2 separate regions of the Mus musculus genome follow, and region 1 is linked to region 2. Evidence: chromatin contacts called from public Hi-C data. All regions are on one chromosome and are shown on one strand. Each heading gives the region's core, a stretch centred on a gene start, on an enhancer-like site or on the middle of the called end of the contact. The rest is flanking DNA. Distances are from core to core; before and after follow the strand shown. Region 1 holds the start of Crbn (cereblon). Region 2 overlaps Il5ra (interleukin 5 receptor, alpha).

Region 1 (3,341 bases), core at 86-2,585, 74 kb before region 2:
TGCGTTCTGGTTTTAACATTGGGTAAACTGAGTCCTGGGGATATAAAAGTGACTTGGCCAAGGCCAGAGTGACTCAGGGACAGAAGGCTGAGTGATATGGAATTGATAGTGTTAGGCTGAACCCCTGCTCTTCCCCTGTACAAGCTGGGAAACCCAGTCTACTCTCCTTCCCTGATCCCCAACCGCGGAGTGAAAACTCCACCTCTGTCTTGGAGAAAACTCCGGGCTAACATGTCAGCATTTCCTGGAACCCACCCAAGAGTGGCTGCCAGGGGATCAGTTTTTAACCAGGTATGGGCAACAACCCCATCTCCTAACCAACAAGTAATCACTCCTCACCAAAACTCTATAAAGTCACGTTGCTTAAACCTGGGTGTTTGACTTCACTGACCTCCACCTGTGAGACCAGCGAACTCCCCTTAGAGCTGCCTCCTGATAACTATGCCTTTACCTACTTTTAATCTGGTCTAATCTGGCCTATGTGTTGGTCACCATAGGAAACGCCTATCGGATCCAGTTACCATTCCAACGTGTTTTTGGGTTGTGAATTTTTTTTTAATGCAGCATTTTTTTCTTGGGGTAAAAATGTCTTCAAACCTCAGATTCATTAGTTTACTTTTTTTTCCTTCCTCTTATTCTCTGCCTACTACCACTACTTCCTTCTTTAGATATCGTTTGTCATTCCATTATTTTCTTTTCTTCAGTGAAAACGTGTTAGAAATATATTGTATACACTCTTAAAATTGGAAAAAAAAAATCCATCCACAACTCCAGTGCTAGACAATTCTCTTTCTTTTAGCATGTTGTAATTGTTTTTTACCATACATTGATCCATTTTTCTCTTAGTGAAGCCATTATGACTAGGCTAGTTTATATACTGACAGTTTTATTTTCCAGGTGATTATCAGCCTTTTTTGTCCTTGCAAATCTTTGCTTCATACTGATACATGTTAATTTGGGGCTATATCCGAGGGCTACTGAAATCGTTTTAAAAATCTGCTATATTCCAACGGCCCCTGGAACAGTCCATACTTCCAGACAAAAGAGGATGCTGTATAAGGACGTGTTTGCTCCAAGTGGACACTAAAAACACAGACTTGGGTTTCCCACCTGTCAAAACGTCTTTGTGGCTGAGAAGGGAGCTGTGTAACTTGTGTGGGGTCAGTGGGTCATGGATAACTTTGGGTTTCTTGTCCTCCTTAAAGATGGTCCTCTTCATTTGGCTCCGCTGTGCCGCTCTCGGCTCGCCTCGTTGGAGCCGCCAGGGGGCGCTGTGGCCCGGGAGCGTGGCGGCGGCGTATCGCAGACCCTCCCCCTGCGTGCCGGCACCGCCCTTTCCCAGGCTCCTTTGCGGGTAAACAGACATGGCCGGCGAGGGAGATCAGCAGGACGCTGCGCACAACATGGGAAACCACCTGCCGCTTCTGCCTGGTAACCTCCGGGACGGGCGCCTGGCCGTGGGTGGAGACCGAGGACCGGGGCCGATCCCGCAGGGAGGACGGGGACAGCTACTCGGGCGCAGCGGCCGGTGGGAAGCCTCCCGTGTGAGCCTCGCCCTCCGCAGCTCTGCGCTTTCCTCCCGGCCTGTCTCCTGGGCTGTCGGGGATGTTGGGGCCACGGACTTTGGTTTCCCAGAGCAGGGACCCCCATTCCTTTCCATCTTTCTCCCAAGCCGGCCTCCCTGAAAATTTTGTGGGAGTAGGCGAAGTTGAGAACCGGGTGACATTAGCAGCCGTTACTTTTCCTGCTCATCTGCTTTCTCATAAGACTGACAGCTAACATGCAGTAGGCATTTGCACGTCGTGGGCCCCGCAGTGAATGCTTTGCGTGCATTTCTGCTTTTATTATTACACCTGTCATCTGTCCAGAGCCTTGCTTATGGAGGAGAAACTTATCGACGGGTTGTTAAATGTATACCATCCAGTGACGTGGAAGGTCACACAGTTGCAGATAGGGCTGCGCGGTGTACTGATCTGCCACCACAGCTGGTATCTCTTAGCTATCTCTCTGTGGAGGTAGTTATTTAGCGGTTTTTCTCAGGTCTGCAAATAATATGCCTACTTTTAGGGTACTCAGGAGAACGGTATTACCGATTTCTCCTGCTTACTTTATGCCTTTATGGTTTATGACAACTTATGTTGCAGTATTGAATGCTGAAAGTGGATGAACTAGTGGTACGGACTGTTCTTAGAATGCTGTAGAAACACAGACTATTGCCAGAGCCTTTTGGTTGTAGTTAAAAGCCATGCAGTCTGTTAACCTTGTTTGTAGGAAAAACATCAGTCGGCTACTTTTAGGAGGGTCACAGTTAGGATAAGGCTATTGAGAATAATTACAATCACAGGTGCAGTTCATTTAGAGCCATATAAGCAACTGCTGCTGGGTGTACTGGGTTTGTGTTTTTTGCTGGATTGGATACCAGGCACTCCCAAATCCTCTGAGCTATGTCTCCAACTCCTGCTGTGATTTTCATGGGTAGGGATTATTGTGGGATTTGAAAATCTTGTGATGGAGATTCACTTAGGGTTCATTTGTGGACTAGGTTAGTCCTACATTGTTGAAACCGTGCATCCTTAGTCATTTCAGTTAGGAACTTTTTTGTGTGGGGTGTGAAGAAATAATTTCAGGTTTCAGTTTGTTGCCTCAGAAGGTGTGCTTCAGGTGTGAATGTGTTCCTTGGTGGTAGTGTAGACAGAAGAAGAAATGCTGGGTGCAGGGCCAGTGCATAGAAAGCACCTTTTCTGTAAGCCACTGGTTATTGAGCTGTACTCGCGGCAGTTCCTAAAGGTGATCATCTTTCAACAGAAGAGATTTCAGGGACAGCAGCTCCACTGTGAATGGAGCAGACGTTTAGGGAAAGTGGTGGAGTAGGAGAAGGGTGCTCCCCCGCTATTGGCATTCATCAGGTGCTTCTGTGTGAGCCACCGGGAGCTCTGAAAACTCTGTAGTTTCTCAATTTGAAATATTAGAAGGAAGAGGCTCACAGATGTTGTAGATATAGAATAGTGGGTTTCCAAATTATAATAGTTTTATTTCTGGAGACACTTTGGCTTGTCCCCTGAATTCATGTAGTGTAACTTGCTTTGAAAAGTGATCATCCTTAACAGCTAAGGGAATTGCTTAACATTTTAGGTGTGAAGAATCCATATTGGACAAATTAAGTGCTCAAATAAAAACATAACCAAGTTGGAGAAGTTAATTATAGCCTGTTCATAAGCAAATTCTTTTAAAGAATAAACATAGGAAATTTCAGGTGTATTAGCCCTGGAGCTAATAGCAGGTACTTTAAACTTGCTGTAGTAAAGAAGAGAATGGGTCTCTCCAAATGTCAAGTAAAATCT
Region 2 (3,171 bases), core at 271-2,770:
TTCTAAAAGGCTTTGTTTAGGCTTAAGATGAGTGGCACTTAACCTGGGAGCAGAACAAGACTCAGTCACCCCAGTTTTCACATGGCTCAGTCAGCAGTGTGGACACCATTTTCAGGGTGACTGCTGCTATCTACTGGAACAAATCCTTCAGCAACAAAGACATGCTGCTCATAGCCTTCACTTGATTCTGGCCTTCACTTTCCTGCTATGGTGTGAGCCAGGGTGTGTATATATGTGTGTGTGTGTGTGTGTGTGTGTGTGTGTGTGTGTGTGAGTGTGCAGGGTAATATGTGTCCTGGGGTGGGTATCAGAGCTAAGCAAAAACCAATGTGGCATGTTTAGTTGTGATCTGTTGTTATGCATTGTAATGCTAAAATCGCTAAATACTGTACCTGAAGCTCTGTGCCTACGAGTGAAATCTCATGTTTACCAGCGTTTGTTGTGCAAACATTGTTTCTTAATTTAAAACTATCAGTTAAATAAAAATGGCTACAGCCAAATACTGGAGAGATTAGAAATAGGCAAGTTTTTAGATATATGGTTACAGAGAACCTGAAATGGTAGAGAGGAGGGCAGAACAAGGGAAAGATGAGAAGATGCCATGGGCTAAGGGATTCTGAAAGCTCACCATGAGGGCTGGCCAGTCGGAATAAAAGCAGCCAAGCAAAAACATAGCAAGTCTTATCATGGAATTATTGATTGGGAAGTAGATACTAATAGCTTCGAGGGTAGATATCTGTCCAGCTCTAGTGCTATTTAAAGGATTATTATAAATATAAAAGTTTTGCATCTTTTATCTGGGAACTGAATGATCAAAGGCAGGGTAGAAATATCCCAACTGAGATTAAATAATTACTACAACAGCTGCGACACACAGGCATGCGTGCAGGATGGAAGGAGGACTTTTATTCTTTGACTTGGTGTTCATGACAGAAGTGCAAAGCAATTTCCCTCTCCCTGAAGCTTATAGACTCAAGGGCGGGGAGGAGATGGTGTTATCTTGAAGATCACTGAATGTACTTCCTTCATGGTCCACAGTCTATCAAAGGAACTCAAGCTCCAGCTGTGGCCCCTTCTTTCCTCTGTGCCTGTAGATTTCGAGCAGCTCCCTTCATCGTCTGTCTGTTTGCCCTTCTCTGTCTTTCTCGTCTGTTCTCATCCTTTCTTCTTAAATTTCCAAACTGTTGTGAGACAAGATACAAAGCAGAATAGGGAAGAAGAAAGGGAAACAGGTACGAGGAAAGGGTCAGTTTCACTTTCTCTGCGCTTTCAAAAGAAGTCTGTCCCTTTAGAGTTTTACAAGGTAAGAGAAGGAAAGCTCCGGGTCAAGACAGAGGGGAAATGCTTGGAAAGAAAAATAGGTGAGCCATCAGCAGCAAGGGAAACCCCGCTTCGTCTACTGTCACAGCTGCCACTTTGGAATTTTCTTTACAAGTGGGGGATTTCAGCTGGGCAGACATAGCAGTTGAGTCAAACTGCTTCTTTGACTCAGGCTTCTGTGGTTTCAAGGTTGGCTGGATCTTGCCTGATAAGCCTCAGGCCAGACCACCTTGGCTCTGTGGGACTGGTCTACCATCTTGAAGGTAAGGTTGCATTAAGCTTTTAGGCTCTGTTCCATACTACCAAGGATTTTTATTTTATTTCATTTTTAAATTTCAGGTATAGCTACTTCTCTTGGTGGCCATATCAATCAATCTTCCATGCTTAATACTTAGGCCAAGGAAGGACTCTATCCCTGGCTCTGTGCAAGATAAGTTTATTCACAGTATTTAGGATATCTCCCCAAATATCATTTGTTAATAGAAAGATAGGAAGAGAGAGAGGGCTAAAGAGAGAGGGAGAGGGATAAAGAGAGAGGGAGAGGGATAAAGAGAGAGGGAGAGGGAGAGGGAGAGGGAGCAGAGGGAGAGGGAGCAGAGGGAGAGGAAGGGAGGAGGGAGAGGGGGAGAGGGAGGGGGAGGGGGGAGGGAAAGGGAAGAGAGGGAGAGGGAGATGCTCAAACCTGGTAATGGCCTAGGATTCAGCAGCAAGACTACCTTTATACCTGTGAATGCTGACTGATGTTCTCATCCCAATTATTGTGCTCCAGTCAGAGAAACTGAGACAAGAGGGCAGACCTTGCTTGCGCTGTAGACTGCTGCAGAGAGGTTTCATTTTACTAGTTCTTGGCCTGCTCAGGCTCCATGTAGGCCAAGCACTGGAGATGTTTACATTGACCTCTGCAGGCAGTTTTTGTCTAAATGTTTCATGCTGTGCATGACACTCATTTTGTGTCTCTCCGTGTGTGATACGCCAGTGCATGTGTGTGTGCGCCTTTTCATCAATATTTTTTTTTCTGCCGTCGAAACAAGCCAATTCAAGCTTAATTGAGAATATGGAGGCAGGTTTATTGGAGGCAGATCTGGGAAGGAAGATTCACTTAGCTCACAGGAGGAGCCTAGGGAAATGGAGATGCAGACAGGGAGACAGGGGAGTTAAGTAGAGAAAGAGAGAGCACATGCATGCAGAGAGAAAGAAATGCAGAGACAGGGAGAAAGAGGGAGAGAGAAGGGAGTTGTAACATGTCTGGATTATATAGAGAAGAGCCTCTGGGGGCGGGGAAGCCCAGTCCATAGGTGGAAAGTTCACAATAGAGGGTGGTGTGTGCCAGTCATACCTTGTAACTAGTGTGGACTGAGAACCTGGAGATCAATTTCGCTTGATATGTAGAATAGGCACCTTAGCCATCTGTCCAGGGTTTGAAACCCATGATTCATAAGTGTATGGCTATGCACGTGCATGTGCCTCAGTCCACTGTGGAAGTCACAGGACAGTCCTCGGATCTTGGTTCTCCCATTTGTCTTTGCGCAGTTGTACAAATCAGGCTAGCTCACCCTCAGACTTCTACAGATTCTCCTATCTCATCTGCCCATATTCCTGCAGGATTTTGCTAGGATTAAAAATGCCTGCACGTCTGCACCAGACTTTTATGTGGGCTCTGAACTCAGGTTTTCAGGCTTGTAGGAATAAGCCATCTTGACATCGCAATGCAATGTTTATCTCAACTCATATCATTGAGGTACGGGATTAACTATGACTTCTGATCCTCTTCTTCCTTTATACCCAGAATACCTGGCATTTATGTCTCCTAACCTAAGTATTCAGGCAGCACTACAACTGTGGTTTTTCCCT

The links. Hi-C and Micro-C count contacts between places; a contact is called where the count stands out from the background.
Region 1: a Hi-C map of centroblasts shows a contact between it and region 2, with 2.1 times the contacts expected there. The contact joins the promoter of Crbn here to the enhancer-like site in region 2. A contact is called at or near these places in 6 of 39 promoter capture datasets (the HPC-7 cell line, HPC-7-derived erythroid cells, embryonic stem cells and 3 more), 11 of 484 Hi-C or Micro-C datasets (the AML12 cell line, B cells, CD4 T cells and 6 more), 7 of 115 datasets of contacts at active chromatin or transcription factors (the 230-238 cell line, DN3 thymocytes, embryonic stem cells and 3 more) and 2 of 9 other capture datasets (adipose tissue and liver).

What each region holds. Positions count from the first base shown.
Region 1 is chr6:106,798,081-106,801,421 of GRCm38.p6, reverse strand. Crbn (cereblon) reads left to right here and starts at 1,335. Exons shown (of 11, transcript NM_175357.3): 1 at 1,335-1,431. The coding sequence starts at 1,365.
Region 2 is chr6:106,724,115-106,727,285 of GRCm38.p6, reverse strand. All of the region lies in intron 10 of Il5ra (interleukin 5 receptor, alpha), which reads left to right. Among named protein-coding and RNA genes, the nearest start is that of Il5ra, 23 kb to the left of the region's middle. Within about 2 kb of position 1,520, at least 37 of the 459 cell types and tissues checked have an H3K27ac peak or open chromatin away from gene starts, as enhancers often do. A contact at or near this core is called in the 230-238 cell line, the AML12 cell line, B cells and 6 more, where this site is marked.